Regions from separate parts of the Bombyx mori genome. Here region 2 is linked to region 1. The links are chromatin contacts, called in public Hi-C maps. All regions are on one chromosome and are shown on one strand. The core of a region is the stretch at or near the end of the contact, and the rest is flanking DNA. Distances in the headings are between cores, read along the strand shown.

Region 1 (4,269 bases), core at 803-3,302:
GAGCGAATTTGTGTCTCGTCTATTGAAGGTAATGCGATACTAGGATTTTATGGGCGTACGCAAATTGATGTTAATAAAATGGTGGAGCAACTAGAATTTGAACGAACTAAGCTTTATTAGTCAGTACGTACTGCCAGGAAACAAGATGGTTGCATATTTCAATAGAACTCAAGAGATTCAAGCTTATTGAATTTTCATATTAATTTTTAGATGGGTATTTCAAAATTAAAATTTATATTTATGTAAGATAATTACAACTCCAATGTATGTGACGTGTCAACTTTTGTGTATATTATTATAATATACATATTTCTTAAATCATTTCCGATCTAAAGGTTTATAGCTAGTATAAAAATATAACTGAAAAATTAAACATTTAGTACTAATCGATTAAGAAGGGCGTGATCGTTTGCTTTTTTACTTATATAACAAAAGGATCAATTAAACCCATTTCTTTCGCTGATTTCAATCAGAGATGCATGTAATGTGTTATAATTAGTTATCTATATATTAATACGTGAAGCAAAAACTTTGTATCCCTTTTTACGAAAATTGCGCGGACGGAGGAGAATGAAATTTTCCACACTTATAGAAGAAGTGTACAATGCTAATATTTTTTTAGAATAATGCATAAAAGATACATTAAATCAATAAAGAAAACATTACACACACTACGTACCATGATTTGACGCACACACGCATGCATACTATTTATTGTCAAACTTTTATTCTTGACGTCTGTTCTCAAATTGAGATTAAATATTGTTTGTCTTTGTTAATATTTTTTATAGTGTAGTCTTGGCGAAATTTGTGATTATAGAAGTATAAAATACAATCATAATAGTGTACAAACTTACAATTCCAATTAATTATAGTCGAATTTCGACTACTGCGGGACCTCTAGTTTACTATAAAATTAAAACTTACTTAATTTACGATTGGTATACATAAAAAAAAAGAGAGATTACTGCAGCATACATAATTCGCGATATTAAAGACATAAGATCGAATATTAGGTGTAAGGCAAAATTTCAAAAAATTATGTAAGGACAAAAAATTGCATGGACGAGTCTGTATAACAATGATTTTTATTAGGCAAACGAGTGATCGAGCTCATAGTACATCTGGTGTTAAGTGGTTACCGAAATCCATAGACATCCCAATTTGTATACCGTCACCCATTTTGATACTAAGGTCTACACTGTCTATAGTCTCAACTGTAATTAATACATGTTCGCTGTCCTTTCTAACTGGAGCGTATGACTGCTTCATCGCGGAAATAGGCAGCATAGTGAAACCTACCCGTGCTGGCTCACAATACACCACCGATAAAAGTATACTGGCCTAAATCGTTTTTAGTTTACAGAATTGTAACATGACTTATTCCGCACGTTACATTCGCGGAGATCTGATTCTTCGCGACTCGTAAAGGCTATAAATTTAGCGATTGTTGACAGTTAAGCAGAACCTCGTGCTCGTTGCGTGTTTTCCAACTGCGAACACATTCAACACTGTGCTCGATCCAGCAATGTTTCATAATTTAAGGCACCTTTTAATGTTTCCGGCTATAAGTACTTTAAAACATTTCTATTAAACTGGCAAATTCATTTAACACTTACAGTGATTTGAAACAAAAAAAAGTAGATAGAAATAACCAAATTTTCTCACAAAAATTAGATCCAGTACTTAATCAAAGGTACTTTAAACTTTAATTTCGTATTCAAGAATAGCCGTTTAAGCTTTGAAAGCTTGTTGCTGTGGTCACGGACAAATTGAATGCGGCTAATAATTATCTTCAAAGCTTTACAATCGTACACATTTTGATGCATTCAAAATAAACAGTTAAATAAGAAATCATAAAATTAAAATGTAAAACAAGTCACGTCGGTAACTCGCGGACGCTTGCATTATTTTCTAAGGTACCGGATAATAATTTATGTTGAGACACTGTGTCGAGCACTGTGCGTCCGTGTTGCTGTGGGCTGTACAAAACGCTCCACAGAATCGAGCTGGCCCATTAGCTTGCTGGTCGTGTCGTTCACACGCGCAGACGGATCATGTTGGACTAACTAAAATTGCAAAGAAATCCCCCGTTGTTCAGACGACCCCACACTCCCCTAATTGGGGCTCGAGCGTCGATTTATTTGGGAATCATGACCTCTGGCGGTCGTTTTAATGACGACTTTATGATCTCTGTGTCCGGTCGTTGGCTTTTTAGCATTTTTGTCGTATTAACGCTCGAGACGCGACCTCCTTGAAACTTTGTAATTTATACAGCCGTTTAATGTACTGTAAGGATATGATGTAACTGTATAGGAAAAAAAATAACTTGAATGCTTCTTTTAGTTTGCGGCTTAAACGCTGCGTCATTTTTATATTATATTGTAGTGCAAGACAATTTCTAGGGTGGCGATTCTAAGAATTTCAGGGCGTTGTTTCGCATTTCAATGATACTTCGCAGAACTGACTTTATTATTACCAGAGGTCGGGTTATGTTGTTTTGTTGTTCGAAGTATAAAATATTGTCTATTAGTCTCTTTGAATGATAAGATAGTAAAAGAAATTGAGACGTATTTTCCGGTTATTTAACAGAGATTCAGTTTTGCTGATCTCCTGCTCTCCTGTAGATATTTTCATTTATGTTATGCTTATTGGTATTGTTAGTGACAAAATTAAAGAAATACTGAACTAGAAATCGGTTAAGTTAAAGACAACATAAGACCGCAATTTGTGTCGTGTGTGCTTTACAGTTGATTCCCCGAGATTGTTTTAGTGGAGGAAACGGAGGAGAGATGTCTTAAATTAGGACGAATTACAAGTGTCATTTCGTGGTTACATACTTAGGATTGGGATTATGTGCGGATTGGTATATAAAGGCTCGTGATTGGACGAGGCACGCCCCATCCCGCCCCCGCGCTGTTCTTGATTTGACTGCCCCACTTGTTAGAATATTCTTTGAGAGTTTTCCCACGGGACCTCAGAGTGTCGGTGCCTCAGAATTCAAAGATATAGTCAGTTCACTTTGGGGCTTCGGCCATTGTATATGAATGAGACTTATCTGGCACTGTATGTGTTCTAGCATTTAGCGTTGTCTTTTTTTCTTTCCGTTTCTTTTCTTTTAGTATTTATTTAATATTGAATTGTTTTTGAAGTCTAAAATAAATAACACAGTTAGAAATTACATCGTTTTCCTCTTCTCTGAAATGTAATTCGTTACATTATGACAATTTTTATTAATAAACTGCTCTACAACAATTAACCATACTCATACTTGTAAAATGGAATGTGTGGAACATTCAAAATGTGTTTAACGTGTTTATTATTTTATTATAATATAACGCTCGTACATTTATAAATGAAATATAGAAGCTTGGAGTTTATTTAGTTAGTTTATGTGTTATATTAATTTTAATGAAGCAATTATACAATATTTCATCGATATCGAAAAACCTCCATGTTAGATTTTTGGAATATTACGTTATATTAATTATTCAAATGTCTTAAGCATGTTGCGTGTTTCTTTATTTTCTTCTTTTCTATTTCAGGTGTTGAAGGCTGAAGACATTTACATGGAGGCAGAGGACGTGGCAGACAATGAATTCTTGGAAGTTAAGCCCAAAGATCTCGGTCTTGATGGACATCTACGACGACTGAAACGTGGTCTATTTGACAGTTGGTTTTGTAAGTAGTAATTCATTTGAAAAAAAAAAAAAAAACTCTTAGATTACAGAACTACACTTGCCTAAAAACAGATGTCAAAAACGATTTTTGGTTGAGATGATGATTCGTAATAGGGTAGAGCTGAATTATTATTTGCTTTAAATATCGTGATTTGCATCGCACGCAATGTATTATTATAAACAGAAATGGATGGACTAATTGTATCTAAAATCTCGAGATGGTGCAACGAGCATCTTCATAGCATGTTCATTAAATTTTAACTCAGTAAAATGACAAGTATTTGTGCTGAATTTGGCAAATGATTTTTTCTTTTCAGTTCACATAGCAGTAATAGTTCATAACTGTTTTAGCTTTATAAAAGTCTTCAAAGAAAATCTTTTGAAATATGAATTTAGAGCACTGTTCATATTTCAAGCACTTGGCACTTACGCTCTGTTCCTCATATCAAAGACAATTTGATCATTATACATAAATAATAATAATATTAGCAACTATATTTATTATGTTAAACATTGGCTGAAGAGGTGTAAAAGAAGTCATTTTTAATTGACGGACCACGGAAGGGAACCATCCAATACCAAATTTAGC
Region 2 (4,269 bases), core at 540-3,039, 60 kb before region 1:
TTCAATTTTACAGTTGCCCCACCCTTCAAACAGGAACGCGTTACTGCTGCGCGGCAGAAATAGGTAAGGTGTTGGTATCTAACCGTACGGGCTCCCAAGACGCCCTACCAGCAATAATTATGTAAATCATAGGTTAGTTTATAGGTTATATATTTATAGGTTGTAGGTTAGACTTTACATTCTATTCATCGTAACAAGCGAACAAGATAAGCTACATTTCCTCAACTTGAGCATTCACTTGCCACGAGACGTTGTAATTCGAAAAACGAAAAAAAAAATCTATAAAATAATTCTTTATACCAGAACCGTAACGTTGGAAGTGGCACTTTGTAATCACACAAAGATCAACTTCACAACAATAGCGAATAAAGCTATGTTTCATTCAAGTTTATTTCGAACATTTCACTAACTATTCTAGCCATTATTTTAGGTATCTTGACAAACTTCATAATCGATTCTGAGTTTTCGAATGATTCGCTTTTGATGTCTTCTCCCTAGTTTTAAGTGAAATGTATTTATTTCTAAAAGGAAAAATACTCAGTATAATTCAACTCAAGACGACTTGTATCTCGTCATTCATTACTGCTATTATCGCTGTATAAGGCGACCTACGACCGCCATGATCGATACTGGTTACCGTCGGACATCGATTGTCATGAGTATCATCGTGGGTAGAGCCACGGTCAAGCCACTCCCTACCCCTAAGTAGATGAATGCACTGATCACAGGTCGCAGGTTTCAACCCTTGTAGTATTTATCATTAGTACTTGTAGTTCGATTATAATATAATGTATTGTATTATGGCATAGTTGTATATGACCATGACCAAATTAACTAACTATAAAATGAATGAGCTGTTCGTCTGAATACTTCAATTAAATATGCGTCAGGGCCTCTTGAACTATAATAAGATAATTTTCGTTCACGGCAAAGGCATCTTAAAAAACATGCACCAACCGATCGTAATCTCTAAATACAATCACGTTTTTAAAAAGAAAGCAATTAAACTTGCATGTAAGACACTAAGCCCTTTCAGTAAAATATTTCAAAACAAAAATAACGAAAGAAACAGCTTCTGTTGCTCAGATATCTAATTGACTCGATATCTTAAGAGTGTCTTATTTGTTCCTCACAGCCTTTCAAATTAAAATTATCTTCAACGTGAACTTTGTGGGTTATCAAAAAAAAACATTGTGCTATAAAAATTGCAGAACAAACTCAGTTAATTACATGTAATCGAAAAAGCCGAAATAAGATATTTATGTCATGAAATCGTCCGACACACTTGTTTTTACTGCTTTTAAATTTATTGTCAAGCTCTATAAATGTGTATCATCTATGTCAAAGGCTTCCGAAAATTGAGGGAGCCCAGTACATTTAGAGACTTTGTATTCGCGCCAATAACTTTATTTACGTTGATATCTTTCGCATTTTCTAGCTTTTCTTACCAGCCAAAGCGAGCTCTGTAGTAAAGATCTAGGTGCGTCAAGCAAATAAAAGCGATATCAACTAGTGAATCATGACTGAAAAACTCCTTACCAACTTTGTCTTAAAAACCAAAGGTAACATTTACATTAAAAGAAGCAGTCTCAGTTATGACATTTCGTCATTAGAAAGCGTCGTGTGATAAGCGCATGAGAGGGGTCATAGAACTTTACAGGGCTGGTACGTGACCGCGGGACCAATATACGTGCCGAACCGTTTTTAGCATGTTTTAGGTTCAGCACCCAGGTGGTCGTTTTAGATGATTTTTAGCAATGTATAAAGCGCATTCCGGCTGCGTAGGTTGCATTTGGATGCGGGAGGATACGTGCGCTGCGGGACTAGAGCTGGGAGTTGGGACGTAGAGTTGACGTCGTGAGGCGATCGAGACGAGGCGACCATCATTCGCGGGCCGACAGTCGGGTAGCGCGGTCGTCGTCTGCGCTCTCGACGGACACCGGAATAAACTTTTCAACATTCGTCTTTTACATCTGACGGAGAAAAATGAGGGCTGGAGGGCTCCTGGCGGCAGCCCTTCTGCTGCTCAGCACCTTTACTATCCAGGTGAGTCTAAAATTTAGCTCGCAGAACTAACAATAAAAGTTTGCAAAAACTTTTAGCGAAGCCTCAAGTTACTTTTCGCATAAGTTGTTTTATTTATTTACTTATGTTTCTCTATAGGTTCCCTATGTTGTTCCGCTGAATAAAATTATGTATGTGGTCACGAGAACCGGTTTTAGCGACTGCTGATTGTATTCGAACTTTAACTTCGTCGTTAAGTTTAACGTCGACGAAAATTTCACGAAATGTTCGAATTAACTTCGTTTAAGAATAAGATAATTTATATTGTTTTCTTTACTACTGGTATTTGTTGGGTTGTTCTAAATTTAATAGATTATATGACCTAAGCACGCGTATCTATCGATAATGTTGATAGAACTGTAAAAAACTCGATAAATTTTAACCTACTTGCGTCCACTTGTAGGTAATTGAAAGTATAATAAAATTATTTTCCTTATTATCATTTTATTGAGGAATATAATCGTAAGCGTTATTATTTTAACAGCTGCTTAGTATTTAATTTGGTTTCAGTTTCGTATGCCATTGTACTAAATATCGAAATGATTATGAATGTTGATACAAGCGAACGAGACTCGCGTCTCCTTGCAACGTAAAATTGTTAAACATTAAAAGTTCAATGGATATTATTAATTTTAATAAGAAATGGAAAAGACAAAGACCAGATCTTACACTTTGTCTAAAAATTATAATCATATTTTTTCATGACTGAAAAATATTACCAATTAAACACCAGTAAAAACGCCGTAATGTTTATAACATTTATTTGATTTTGTTTTCAAATGCACTGATTTTCTGAATATTTTGTATTAGAAAAAAAAAGTAATTAATCACAGAATATATAAAATATGCAAATGAATTTATAACAAAGGACTTACAGACATCTTTTAATTTAAAAAGTAAATACATGAGACTGTCAATATTTTCTTCTCAGTCTGTTCTGATTGTAAGCTAATTTCTGAAATAACTAAATTGAGAGGTCTTTCAATAGCAGATAGATGGCTTCTCAATGAAATTTAATATTTTTTTCTCGGATATATTTGGAAAAACGTTAAGGGAGGAAAGATTTTAACGTGGAACACAAATTGAAGATTGCCTATACTAAAACTATGTTATGGATTCTATTTGGATTCTAAAAGTTATTCGAAGGAACATCATGCCGTAATTCTAGAATTTAATCTGATTTTAAAGTCACAGACTGAAACGAAAGTTCCCCGAAAAATCGACAACAACCGAACGTGTTTTATATTAAAGTAGCTCAAGTCAATTTCGATGTTTGGAATGTTGAACAATTCAACGACAACACGAAAATGTCATTAGTGTATTTCGCATATAAACATTGGGAAAATTGCGTCTATTAATAAAGGTATATTTTTAGATATTAAATTAAAATGAATTTGGAAAATATCGTTCTACCATAGTGATCAATTAGGATCTGGTGGTGATTTTGTCTACTCTACCACGGGATTCGTTGCCGATAGGTTCGAGACATTTATTAAAATTATTTGACCGGCAAGGTCTAAGTATACTGGTTATATTCAGTGTTTATGTAAAAACCTATTGCATAGAGTAAGCTAGCCTAATTTCGCGCCGCTTAATGTAGGACTTCGTCATCATTACATACGCCCTCATAGGCACATACATAGGCTTCCCGAAGCTTTTCCATAATGAGCGGTTAGATATAAATGAGAATTTTTTTTTTCGTTTTCGTTGACAATTTCAATTTATATAAAAGTTTTTAGCCTTAATTAATTAAAGCATAATCGTTACTTTAAATAAATAATAAGCTTACTTAAAAAAATTGTAATGTATTTCAAATTTCATCAAAATATAAACTCTACTGCATTCAAATGTATTTTTAAAGTTTTTTTTTTTTCATGCAATTCTTAAATCTCAACTATCCCATAACTACCCAGTGACATAAAAATATCACACGGCAGTCTTTTTTCCAGGCGTCTACTCCATATTCAATACTATAAAAGTACTGCTAATTTAAATTCCCGAATTATAAGCCTGTACAAAGTCAATTGTGATTCAGACGTTACCAACAAATAACATTTTTGAAACAAGAATATGCTTACGATCCGATTTTAATTGTATAACACCTATTTGTATTTCTAGAAATTTCATGTCATTCGATATCACCCAACCAACAATCGTAGAACATTCCACGTGTGTATAAATCGCAAATATTTCGCACGTCAAGAA

Evidence for each region. A called contact is a pair of places that touch in the nucleus more often than the background predicts.
Region 2: a contact with region 1 is called in a Hi-C map of whole pupa, with 2.3 times the contacts expected there. The contact joins the promoter of LOC101737749 here to the enhancer-like site in region 1. A contact is called at or near these places in 2 of 7 Hi-C or Micro-C datasets (both in whole pupa).

Annotation. Positions count from the first base shown.
Region 1 is chr1:17,258,539-17,262,807 of ASM3026992v2, reverse strand. LOC101737749 (basement membrane-specific heparan sulfate proteoglycan core protein) reads left to right here. Exons shown (of 72, transcript XM_062670557.1): 2 at 3,546-3,681. Among protein-coding and RNA genes, the nearest start is that of LOC134199518, 48 kb to the right of the region's middle. Within about 2 kb of position 2,052, at least 6 of the 8 cell types and tissues checked have open chromatin away from gene starts, as enhancers often do.
Region 2 is chr1:17,318,255-17,322,523 of ASM3026992v2, reverse strand. LOC101737749 (basement membrane-specific heparan sulfate proteoglycan core protein) reads left to right here and starts at 1,789. Exons shown (of 72, transcript XM_062670557.1): 1 at 1,789-2,046. The coding sequence starts at 1,987.